3 separate regions of the Mus musculus genome follow, and all the other regions are linked to region 3. A link is a contact called in public HiChIP or PLAC-seq and promoter capture Hi-C data. All regions are on one chromosome and are shown on one strand. The core of a region is the stretch at or near the end of the contact, and the rest is flanking DNA. Distances in the headings are between cores, read along the strand shown.

Evidence for each region. Promoter capture Hi-C pulls out the DNA fragments that hold promoters and counts their contacts. HiChIP or PLAC-seq counts read pairs in DNA pulled down with a chosen protein or histone mark.
Region 1: a BATF HiChIP or PLAC-seq map of CD8 T cells shows a contact between it and region 3, with 27 read pairs. The contact joins the enhancer-like site here to the promoter of Slfn1 in region 3. A contact is called at or near these places in 6 of 39 promoter capture datasets (the C10 cell line, the HPC-7 cell line, liver and 2 more), 5 of 15 datasets of contacts at CTCF or cohesin (CD8 T cells, the G1E-ER4 cell line, large pre-B cells and 2 more), 3 of 484 Hi-C or Micro-C datasets (Th1 cells, bone marrow-derived macrophages and nephron progenitors), 12 of 115 datasets of contacts at active chromatin or transcription factors (CD8 T cells, Th17 cells, bone marrow-derived dendritic cells and 8 more) and 3 of 9 other capture datasets (adipose tissue, liver and pancreatic islet).
Region 2: a promoter capture Hi-C map of macrophages shows a contact between it and region 3, with 6 read pairs. The contact joins the promoter of AI662270 here to the promoter of Slfn1 in region 3. A contact is called at or near these places in 7 of 39 promoter capture datasets (cranial neural crest, embryonic stem cells, macrophages and 2 more), 1 of 484 Hi-C or Micro-C datasets (nephron progenitors), 5 of 115 datasets of contacts at active chromatin or transcription factors (CD8 T cells, effector CD8 T cells, embryonic stem cells and 2 more) and 1 of 9 other capture datasets (adipose tissue).

Annotation. Positions count from the first base shown.
Region 1 is chr11:83,041,921-83,045,516 of GRCm38.p6, reverse strand. No RefSeq gene overlaps it. Among named protein-coding and RNA genes, the nearest start is that of Slfn2, 21 kb to the left of the region's middle. Within about 2 kb of position 1,511, at least 37 of the 459 cell types and tissues checked have an H3K27ac peak or open chromatin away from gene starts, as enhancers often do. A contact at or near this core is called in CD8 T cells, Th1 cells, Th17 cells and 4 more, where this site is marked.
Region 2 is chr11:83,221,982-83,225,495 of GRCm38.p6, reverse strand. It overlaps AI662270 (expressed sequence AI662270), which reads right to left and starts at 1,920. Exons shown (of 4, transcript NR_015519.1): 1 at 1,845-1,920; 2 at 1,186-1,286; 3 at 865-1,044.
Region 3 is chr11:83,115,318-83,118,505 of GRCm38.p6, reverse strand. It overlaps Slfn1 (schlafen 1), which reads right to left and starts at 1,686. Exons shown (of 2, transcript NM_011407.2): 1 at 1,444-1,686. Gm51911 (a long non-coding RNA gene) reads left to right here. Exons shown (of 3, transcript XR_003949745.1): 1 at 1-157; 2 at 1,065-1,167; 3 at 1,703-3,188.

The sequences.
Region 1 (3,596 bases), core at 262-2,761, 73 kb after region 3:
TTCTTTTGAACCAAGGACTCTCAATATATTTGGACTGCTGTTGTTGGGGGGTCAAGACCCAAAGACCACTCAGCATGATCAAAGTTTAAATTAGGCTTGGAGAGATACACTTCTCACAGAACAGCCTCAAATGCACATTTCAGGGAATTTTTTATTAGTTTATTTATTATGTATATAGTATTCTTCCTACCTGTCTACCTGCATTCCAGAATTGGGCCTCAGGCCCTAGTATAGATGGTTATGAGGCACAATGTGGTTGCTGGGAACTGAACTCAGGACCTCTGGAAGAGCAGCTATATTGGCTGGTTTTGTGTAGCAACTTGACACAAGCTGGAATTATCACAAAGAAAGAAGCCTCCCTTGAGGAAATGCCTCCATGAGATCCAGCTATAAGGCATTTTCTCAATTAGTGATCAAGGGTGGGAGAACCCCTTGTGGGTGGTGCCATCCCTGGGCTGGTAGTGCTGAGTTCTATAAGAAATCAGGCTGAGCAAGTCAGGGGAAGGGAGCCAGTAAGTAACATCCCTCCATCCAAGCCTCTGCATCAGCTCCTGCTTCTTGACCTGCTTGAGTTCCAGTCCTGACTTCCTTTGGTGATGAACAGCAGTATGGAAGTGTAAGCTGAATAAACCCTTTCCTCCCCAACTTGATTCTTGGTCATGATGTTTTGTGCAGGAATAGAAACCCTGACTAAGACAGCAGTCTATGCTCTTAAACTCTGAGCTATCTCTCCAGCCCTACAGGGAGATTTTTCCTTATTGGATATTTTCTTTATTTACATTTCAAATGTTATGCCTTTTTCTGGTTTCCCCTCAGAAAAAATACCCTCCTCCATCCCCTCCCCCTGCTCACCAACCCACCCACTCCTGCTTTCTGGCCCTGGCATTCCCCCACACTGGGGCATAGAGCCTTCATAAGATAAAGGGCCTCTCCTCCCACTGATGTCTGAGTAGGCCATCTCTGGTACATATGCAGCTGGAGCCATGAGTCCCACCATGTGTGCTCTTTGGTTGGTGGTTTAGTCCCTGGGAGCTCTGCGGGTACTGGCTAGTGAGAGGCTCTGCCACTGCCTCACAAATACAGAGGTGGATGCTCACAGCCATCCATTAGACTGAACATAGAATCCCCATTGAAGGAGCTAGAGAAAGGAGCCAAGGAGCTGAAGGGGTTTGCAGCCCCATAGGAGGAACTACTGGGAGATTTTAAAGACAACACAGAAAAACTACATCCTTGTTGCAGTTGCAGGGAAAAATAAAGCATAAAGCAAGCAAGCAGTCTAACAAGAGTCAAAAATATACAGTCAGCTTGGGCATTTCCACCTCGAGTTTCTAGAACATGGTGGGGGGCTTTCCCCCGACACAGGGCTTTCCATGGCAGGGGTAGAAAAGGTGTGGGTGGGGGCCGGGGTCAGTTTCAGTTTAAACCAAGATGGTTTCAGCTGAGTCAGAATAGAAGAACCTTTGTCCTGTTACACCATCACCAGTAGTCAGAGACTTGTTTGGGAGGCACTAGCTAAAGAGCAGCTCCCACAGAAATAATATATGATTCAAACATGAATCATGGCTTAGGATGGTGAAGCGCAAAAGAAGACATCCATGAAGTCAAGGACACTGAACCCCAGTTTCATTAGGTAAAAACCAAACTAGTGCCGGGCGTGGTGGAGCTCGCCTTTAATTCCAGCACTCGGGAGGCAGAGGCAGGTGGATTTCTTAATTGGAGGCCAGCCTGGTCTACAAAGTGAGTTCAGGAAAGCCAGTGCTATACAGAGAAACCCTGTCTCGAAGGAAAAAAAAAACCAAAAAACAAAAAACAAAAAAAATAAAAAAAAAAACAAAAAACAAAAGAAACCCAACAAAACAAAACAAAACAAAAACCTAGTAGAGGTACTTGGGACTGCTGAGTGTAGACGAATCTCTCCTTCATGACTTGCCCTTAGATCCTGAAGCAATCCATACTCCCTCCACAGCAGCTTATGATACTAGAAGTATCGAGATGTTCCATGGGGATGGTGGGGTGACACAAGATCATAACTGAGGAAAAAAATGATATAAAATGCTCAAGTCTCTGCCATGCCTTTGGTTTAAAAGGACACACACATGCCTGGTACACTCAGGGGGCAGAGGATGGCAGTGAATCCTATGGAACTGGAGTTGCAGGCAGTCATAAGCTGTCATGTGGGTACTGGGACTTGAACCTGGGCTCTCTAGAAGAGCAGCCCATGCCTCTAATCTCTGAGCTATCACATTCTAGTCCCATTATGAGTGTCTTTTGACTAAATAAACAGCAGTAAAATATTAATTATCTATCATGGAGTCTCTATACCGCAGGATTGTGGATCTCCTTGAGGGACTATTTCTACAGCAGACTTGGAGGTGTGGTTCTTTGCCACCTTTGCATAGAGCACTTTTATGGAAGGAAGGTTCCACTCCAGGAAACTAAAAGGTCTCCTTCTAACAAAATTGTAGGACATCAGAAAGACCTAAAAGATAAGAGAACCTAATTATCCAAGTTTCCCTGTTCATACTTCAGTGAACCTTCCCAGGTTCTAATCAACATCAGTTTTCACATTTTCAGGCAGGGACCTGAACTGGGTTCATTAGGCAGAGGATGACTTTGCACTTGAAAGGAAAGTAACATTTTACCCAAGACATTAGGCCTCAAGTTGCTTAAGCGACTGTGGTGGTTTGAATATGCTTGGCCCAGGGAGTGGTAGTATTTGGAGGTGAGGCCTTGTTGGAGGAAGTGTGACACTGTGGGTGTGAGATCTAAGACCCTCATCCTAGCTGCCTGGAAGCCAGTCTTCTCCTAGTGGCCTTCAGATGAAGATTTAGAACTCTCAGCTTCTCCTGCACCATGCCTGCCTGTATTCCCACATTGATGATAATGGACTGAACCTCTGAACCTGTAAGCCTGCCCCAATTAAATGTTATGAGAGTTGCCTTGGTCATGGTGTCTGTTCACAGCAGTGAAACCCTAACTAAGACCGTGACCTTCAAGCAGAAAAAGCAATGCTGGAACAACCACAATACTCATCCTCAAGCTTTATTCCAGAGTCACAGTAACAGAAATAGTGTGGTACTGGCACAAACCCACACATGTAGGCCAGGGGAATAAAACAGAGGTCCCAGAAATAACCCACATAGTTACCCCCTAAGCTTTGACATAGCCATAACAGACAAACAAACAAACAAACAAACCCATACATTGGTACATTCAGGAGAACAGCCTCAGCCAGGAGGCAGAGGCCATCCTGGTGTACAGAGCAAGTTACAGAACAGCTTGTCTTCAAAAACCAAAAAGAAAAAAAATGGAGGAGGAGAATAAGGAGGAGGAGGAAGAGGAGGAGGGGGGAGGGAGGGAGGAAGGAAGGAAGGAAGGAAGGAAGGAAGGAAGGAAGGAAGGAAGGAAGGAAGGAAGGAAGGAAGGAAGGAGAAGGAGAAAGGAAGATGAGGAGGAGGAGGAGGAAGAGGAGGAGGAGGAGAAGGAGAAGGAGAAGGAGAAGGAGAAGGAGAAGGAGAAGGAGAAGGAGAAGGAGAAGGAGAAGGAGAAGGAGAAGAAGAAAGAAACAACCTCTTTAATAAGTGGTACTAGGAAAG
Region 2 (3,514 bases), core at 671-3,170, 110 kb before region 3:
ATCTATCACAGAGGTTCTATTATCCTCCCTGTTCAACCCGAGAATCACAAGAGTCAGTTCCACAAGTTTTGAGTCAAAATTGAAGCAAGCAAATGGATAAAGTGCCTAGTTATCATATCAAACCAGACATGAGCTGCTAGTTTCTCCATGCATCCCTCAGTCCCTGCCAGTTCCAGGGCGTTCCTGGAAGGCATGTTCTGCTCCTACCCTGAACTCTCCAGCTCAGTGTTGGGCCACCTTTCCCCAACTGCACTTCCAATTCAACCATTTTGGTTACCAGACCCATCTCTCTCTCCTTTGGGCTTCCTGGCTGTTGTATTTTATAAAAAGAAAGAGAAGAAGGCAGGGATATGTTTGGTGGAGGCATAGTAAGGTGTTGGGGAAAGGGTCCCTTTGCTGGCTCATGCTGAGGCATCCCTTCCCCCTGAGGTACCAGCCACGGGATGGTATAATATAGAATAGAATGTAGGGCATAGGGATGTGAGTTGAGGGAGTAGAGACAGAGAAAGGCAGAGATAGTAGTGGCTGGCCATGAGCACGTGGAGAGTAGGGAGGGGAATGAGGAGAGGGAGGAAGTGAGTAAGGGAGCAAGGGCAAGAGGAGAAGAGCAGAGAGCAAAAGTGAGGAGGGGGCAAGCAGTCCCTTTTATAGTGAGTCAGGTATACCTGGCTGTTGCCAGAAACTGTGGGCAGAGCCTAGACAAAATGCCAACCCGGGCTGCTGCACCTGGTACCTCTCTTTCCTCCCTCCCTCTCCTCCATCTCCTAAAAAAGCTAGGGACATGTTCATTCTGGACGCTCCAAGAAGATTCTGCCCCGTGGCTCTGCCTCCCTTTCAATCCACAAACTTTCTCTTCCACTATACCTGGGACCAGTCCTCTTCCTTTCTTTTTATTTCTTTTTCTCATACACATGGCGCCGAAAACCAGGACCAGTCATGTTTTCTTTCTTTCTTTCTCTTTTTCATTCAGCCAAGATGAAGGATTTTGCCCAGAACCACTCCGGGTCCCCAGAAAATGGCGGCAGAGGTAGTTTGCAGAGTCATCTAAAGGCGTATACCCATAAAGCCATTTGGCTTTCCCATCAGGTCCAATTAGAAGCAAACACATATCTTTACGTACTTCCTGCTTTTGTACCCAACCCTCCCCCTTAATTCAGGCAGGGGCATGCATGTTTCCTCACTTACCAACTGGGGGCAGGCTCCTAGAAGAAACTTCCATGCCGATGTTTCAATGTTTCGTTTTGGTAACACAAACTAACAGGCAGCCACGAAAACTCTTGACCAAACTCAATGCAGTAAAGAGTGCATTTTATACAGGGCTTTTAATATGAAGTTTCCTCCCCCCCCCCCCCATCTAATATATAGGCTAACTTATAATTGGATTTTTAAAACCTTCAGGTTGGATTTTAAAGTTAGCCTGGATGCGGAGGAAGGAAGGGCCAGCCAGGCGATACAGAGGGACTCATGTGAGCCTTGTGGCAGAAACTAAAACCACATGCTGGTCTCCTTGTCCTTTCTTGACAGCCTTCAGGGAGGGTGACAGGAGCGGTTGCAGGAAGGATGTGATAAATCTCACATACATTCAAAACATTTCTCAGGCCTCATGGTTATTTTCTGTGTTTCCTTCTCTTGCTCTCCATGATCTGAGGATATTGTTCCTTCCGCACTGGTCAGTTTCTTCTAAAGAGGCCCCCCGTGTGATTTCAGTTATATAGCAGGACTTTCTGACCCAGAAGCAGTACAAATGATGACACAGAGGCTATCGGGTATTTTAAAGCTTAAGCCTATAGCTGGGCAGATTTCCAACCAACTTTCTAGTTCATCCCGATTTGTCCTGGCATTACCTTCCATGTGTGGCCAGCTCTGCGTCTCTGCTCCTGTTCAGGTCCATCTTTCATCTCCGAGGCCCCAGGCGACTTTGGCGCCTTTGCTTTCTTTTTCCAGAGTCCCTCCCCAGGAAGTTCTGCCCTCCACTCTCTGCCCAGCTATTGGCTGTCAGCTCTTTATTACAGCCAATAAGCAAGTAAAGAAGGTCTAATATTTACAAAATATAGGACCTCTGATAGGCCACAGAAATAATACTAAGAGGCAGGCAGATTTCTGAGTTCGAGGCCAGCCTGGTCTACAAAGTGAGTGCCAGTGACAGCCAGGGCTACACAGAGAAACCCTGTCTCGAAAAAAACAAAAAAACATAACAAAACAAAAAAACAAAAACAAAAAAACCCCGACAACAACAAAAAAAGAAATAATACCAAGATCCGGCTCGCACTCAGCTGTCTGGCTAGTGCTTAGTTTGCTGATGGTTTATCCCTCAACATTGAGTATATAGAGAGCCACCTTCACATAATGCACCCCTAACTCAACTACAAGGATTTTGCTTTTACCTTTGGTGCCAGATCGTTAGTCCTGGTTTTACTCAGTGCTGGCCAGTGGATGAAATCAAGAGTCATGACCTTTTGTCTTCTCTCTCCTGAGAAGATTCCATACAGCAAGCCTGTAAGCTCCTCTCAGTAGTCTTGGTCCGTATTTAATATTTCATAAATGTTTGCTTTAAATTTGGCCTGAAGTGGTTGCGTTCATTTTTTTTTTTCCCAGCAAAACCCAGTATAAACATAAACCCTGCAGATGCACTCAGGCGATGCTGGGAGGCAGAAATCAGAGTGGCCAAGGACCTGGCACAGTCATCAGTGTTCCAATGTCTAGTTGCACAGCTAAAGTGAGAATTCCCCAGGATGCCTGGTACTCCAGGGATTATGCAAGGATGCCTCTGAAACAGACTCCTGTCCATTACATTCTCCTTGTCAGACTGATGGAACCTCTATGAGACACTAGTCATTTGTTACAGTTGTCTTTGATGTCATGTATATTTTGGTCTCTTAAGTCAATATCTGATCCATCTTTGTGTGTTAAGACTTGGAAGGCTATGAAACTAGATGACACAAGAGGGACTGATGGACCTCTGAAGGAAAGAAGTCCAATCGTTACATGTCATTGTCCTCTCTTATGTATCTATCCTATGTTTGTATGTTCTGACTCAGGGCTGTAAGGCACAGCTGCACCCAGGGCTCCAGGTGGTGCCTAGCTCCACCTTCAGCTGCTTCTTGGGAGCAGGAAAACTGCATTGATAAAAACTTCACATCTCAGAACACTGAGTATGCATAAGGGGATGGGGTTGGATGAAGGATTCACAAGTAAATCCCCGGGCTCAATGGAGAGCTTTGTAAAACCTGGGGTCCCACATGGAAGCCAGGCACTGCCAAACTGCCTTGTCCCTCTTCTGCATCAGGCCAGAACCAGCTCCTGTCCAAGCTATGGATGAGTCTGATTTCTACCCTGTATGTTTAGATGTGGATCTTATGTGTATGAATGTACATGACCATTGCATGCTAGTTTCTGCCTGGTCACGAATTCAAGAATAAATGTTATTTCTTATTCCTTCTGCCAGTTACTTGTGCTCAGAATTCACCTCTGGTTTTCCTGAACACTGGATTTAATATAATAGAAATTCAAATGT
Region 3 (3,188 bases), core at 437-2,936:
ATGGATTGCCTGGAGACATGTTCACCATCACTGCAAAAGGAAGCAGGGAGCCAAGGAGGTGGTGCAAACCTGTCATCTCAGCTCTTGCAGAGTTGAGTTGGAAAACAACCTGGAAGATATTCTGGGCAAGATCTTTCTGCTACAGTCTCCTTGCTGGGTAGGTATGGAGGTAGGGGGTATAAGTAGGGAGGAGACATGAAAGCCAGACAAAAACAAAACTGAAACTCTAGTAAGTTTACATGAAAAGCACTTTCATTTCTGCCCAGATGGAACGTGCAGCCCCACCCTCTTCTATGCGCTGAAAGCAGTCTCTGCTACTTATTCCCTCCCTGCCCTTCCCATCCAGCGCTACCTTAATCAGGTCCTGTCCCAAGACAGCACCCCTGGTTCACTCCCCAACAACAACAGGATCCACATCTCACATTAATGTGCTGATGGAGGATGCATATTCACTGGCAAATTTGGAACTCAGGAGAACTGCAGTGGAATCATTTATAGAGAGTCTGTGGGATAGCCTGGGACCTGGTCTATCTCAATACAACACCTGTGACTACAAAAAACATTTCTATGATTCAAATGCTCCCTGGGGGCATCTATCCAGAAAATGGTCTTTAACAACTAAGCTGGACTCTGAGGCTCACCAAATTTTAATACCTACACGAAACTCCCTGATATCCCAGAAGCAATGAGTTGGTTTTAAATATTAGTAGTTTCTTTCAAAATTCTTTATAGTGTTCACTGGAGAAAATTCTGAGCACTGAAATAAAAAAAATTGCTGTTTTTATCTTTGGTGGAAAACAGATGACAATCAGGCAGGCAACCCTACTTCTGTAAGCAATGCCAATTGGTAGGAAGGCACGGAATGAGGACACAAGAGTGGGAAAAGCTCTTGAGAAACAGCTGTAGAGCATTTCCAGCTAGGATGCTGCTTTGCCTCTTGCTTGGGAGAGCAATGCTCTTGTTTTCTAGGGAAAAACCTCCAGGGTCTGAGGTTCTTAGATCTACTTAGTTCCAGAGTGGAGTTCTTCATTGTTTAAGGGCAATTTCCCCATACCTTTCCACAGGGTCATGTCTTCAAGAAGATGGAGCACCTTCAGAGGGGCTTGCCTCAGTAACTCCTACTTCATACACCCTCTTGGATTATTTCAGAACCTTCTATCTGGATCTGTAAGTAGCCCAATCTACGCAGACCGAGGGAGGGATTTTTCTCTCATCCCACACTCCCCTAGTATCTAAGTCCTCCTCAGCCAGTGATGGAGGCTATGAAGGTCCCAAGGAGCCAGAGTTCCTAGAGAAGCACCAAAGCAGCCAGGGTTGTCCTTAGAGCTCTGGGTTGTACTGGCAGCCCCACATCATCCCACAGCCCGCAGAATGCATTCTTGGTAGGCACTGGGACAGAGAGGTTGCGACAGAGGCGGCGGCCATGGAGGATGGCTCACTTACCTAAGCTGCTCTACTGAGCACGTTCCCTCAGCTGCTTGAAGTCAACTGCGAGCTAGCTGTGAGCTAGCTGTGCTGTGGACACTTGCGGGCCAGAGGAAGTAAGGCAAAAGCTTGAGACACCCACAGCAGTGGGAGTGGTGGCTGTCTCCAGAAGTCCTTCTCAGCACTTGGATTTGAGGGATGAGCTACAGTGCCTGTGGTTGCTCTCGGCTTTTGTCTTGACCGACCTTAGTGGATTGCACTGTTTCATCCTCTCTAGGTCCCGATTTCAGTTTTGGAGAACCCCGGTTTCATTGGTTGATGTCACTCCAGGAAGTGTGAGACATCTCCTTCAGCTCTTTCATCCCCTCTGTGATTGCCACTCCACCTGTCAGAACTGAAGAACAAGGCTTCTAGACTTTTGAACTTAACCTTTACAGCGTCACTCAAATCCCCAGGGCAAAGCTGCGGCTGCTGCTGTCCTGACCCTCAGAAGAGCAGGTGACACTAGGCACAGCATGAGCACCTGTTGAAGCCTCTCCAGGGAGGAAGATGATTGGAGAGGGAAGCTGAGCCAGGGGAGGCAGAGTAGGATGCTGGCTCACAAGGTGCAAGCTGCATCTCCTAACTCTTTGGGAAGATGGGTTTCTATGGGAGGTTCCAAGGGCAACCCAAGCGGACAAGACTCACCAGCTCTTTCTTTGTGCCCTCTCTTTTGATAATTTTGGTAATATAAGTTTCCCTGGCTCAGTGCATTTTAGATCCAAAAAGCCAGCTATGAGAAGAAAGACAAGGCTGTAGAGTTGAGAGGAGAGAAAATGAAGGGAGTGAGCAGAAAGGACAAGCCTGGGAAAAGTGATAGGAGCGAGGAGGCAAGGGAGCAGCAGAGGTCCCTCAGAAACCCAGCTGTGGGTGCCTCTCCACCATCAGCCTCAGGCAGGTGTGGAGACTGGGGGTGACTCCAGCACCCTTACTCAAGACACCCCAGTTCAAGGGAAATGGATCAGTAACAAGATGCCCTACTTCCTACCCCACCTTAACACCTATAAGTATGAATGTTAATTTGTTGCAGTTGGGTTTGGATCTTTTGTGACATACTGTTGTTAGGACAATGCCACATTCATTCTGTTATCTTCTGGACTTTCCCGCCACTCTTATGTTCCTGAGCTTCTGGGACCTCAGAAGGAAATGGTGCCTAAGACCTCGAACCTAAACTTGATCTGCCAACACAAACTTGTATCCAGTGCCCTTGCACACCTATTGGACATCATTGCAAGTTTTGGACCTTACAACACTTGACTCATCAGAATTTCTCATTTTCTAGAATCCTTGAAGTTTCAGTAGAATCTCAGATGTTGCAAAATATATACTGGTATGAATGCTTTACTTATGTGGTATATGCATACTCATACATGCATAGTGAAATGCCATTCAGATGTAAAGAAAAGTGAAATCATGTCCTTTCCAGGAATGAAAACAGAAGTGAAGAGGAAACACTCACTGTGCTGAAGAAAATGACCTGGAAATGCAAATATGCCTAGCATCTCACCTCTATGGAATTTCACACTGTTGCTTGAAGAAGGTATCTAAAGGGAGGAGGAAAAAGAAATGAGAGAAGCTGGAGTAGCCACAAATGACAAATATTGCATGTTTCTCTAATTTGCAAAATCCAGATCTGTATATACACGTATATTCATGGACACCAGAGGGCGACTGTGGGATGAGTAAGGTAACCATCAGAAGAGAAGAGGAAGAAGAGGGGAGGA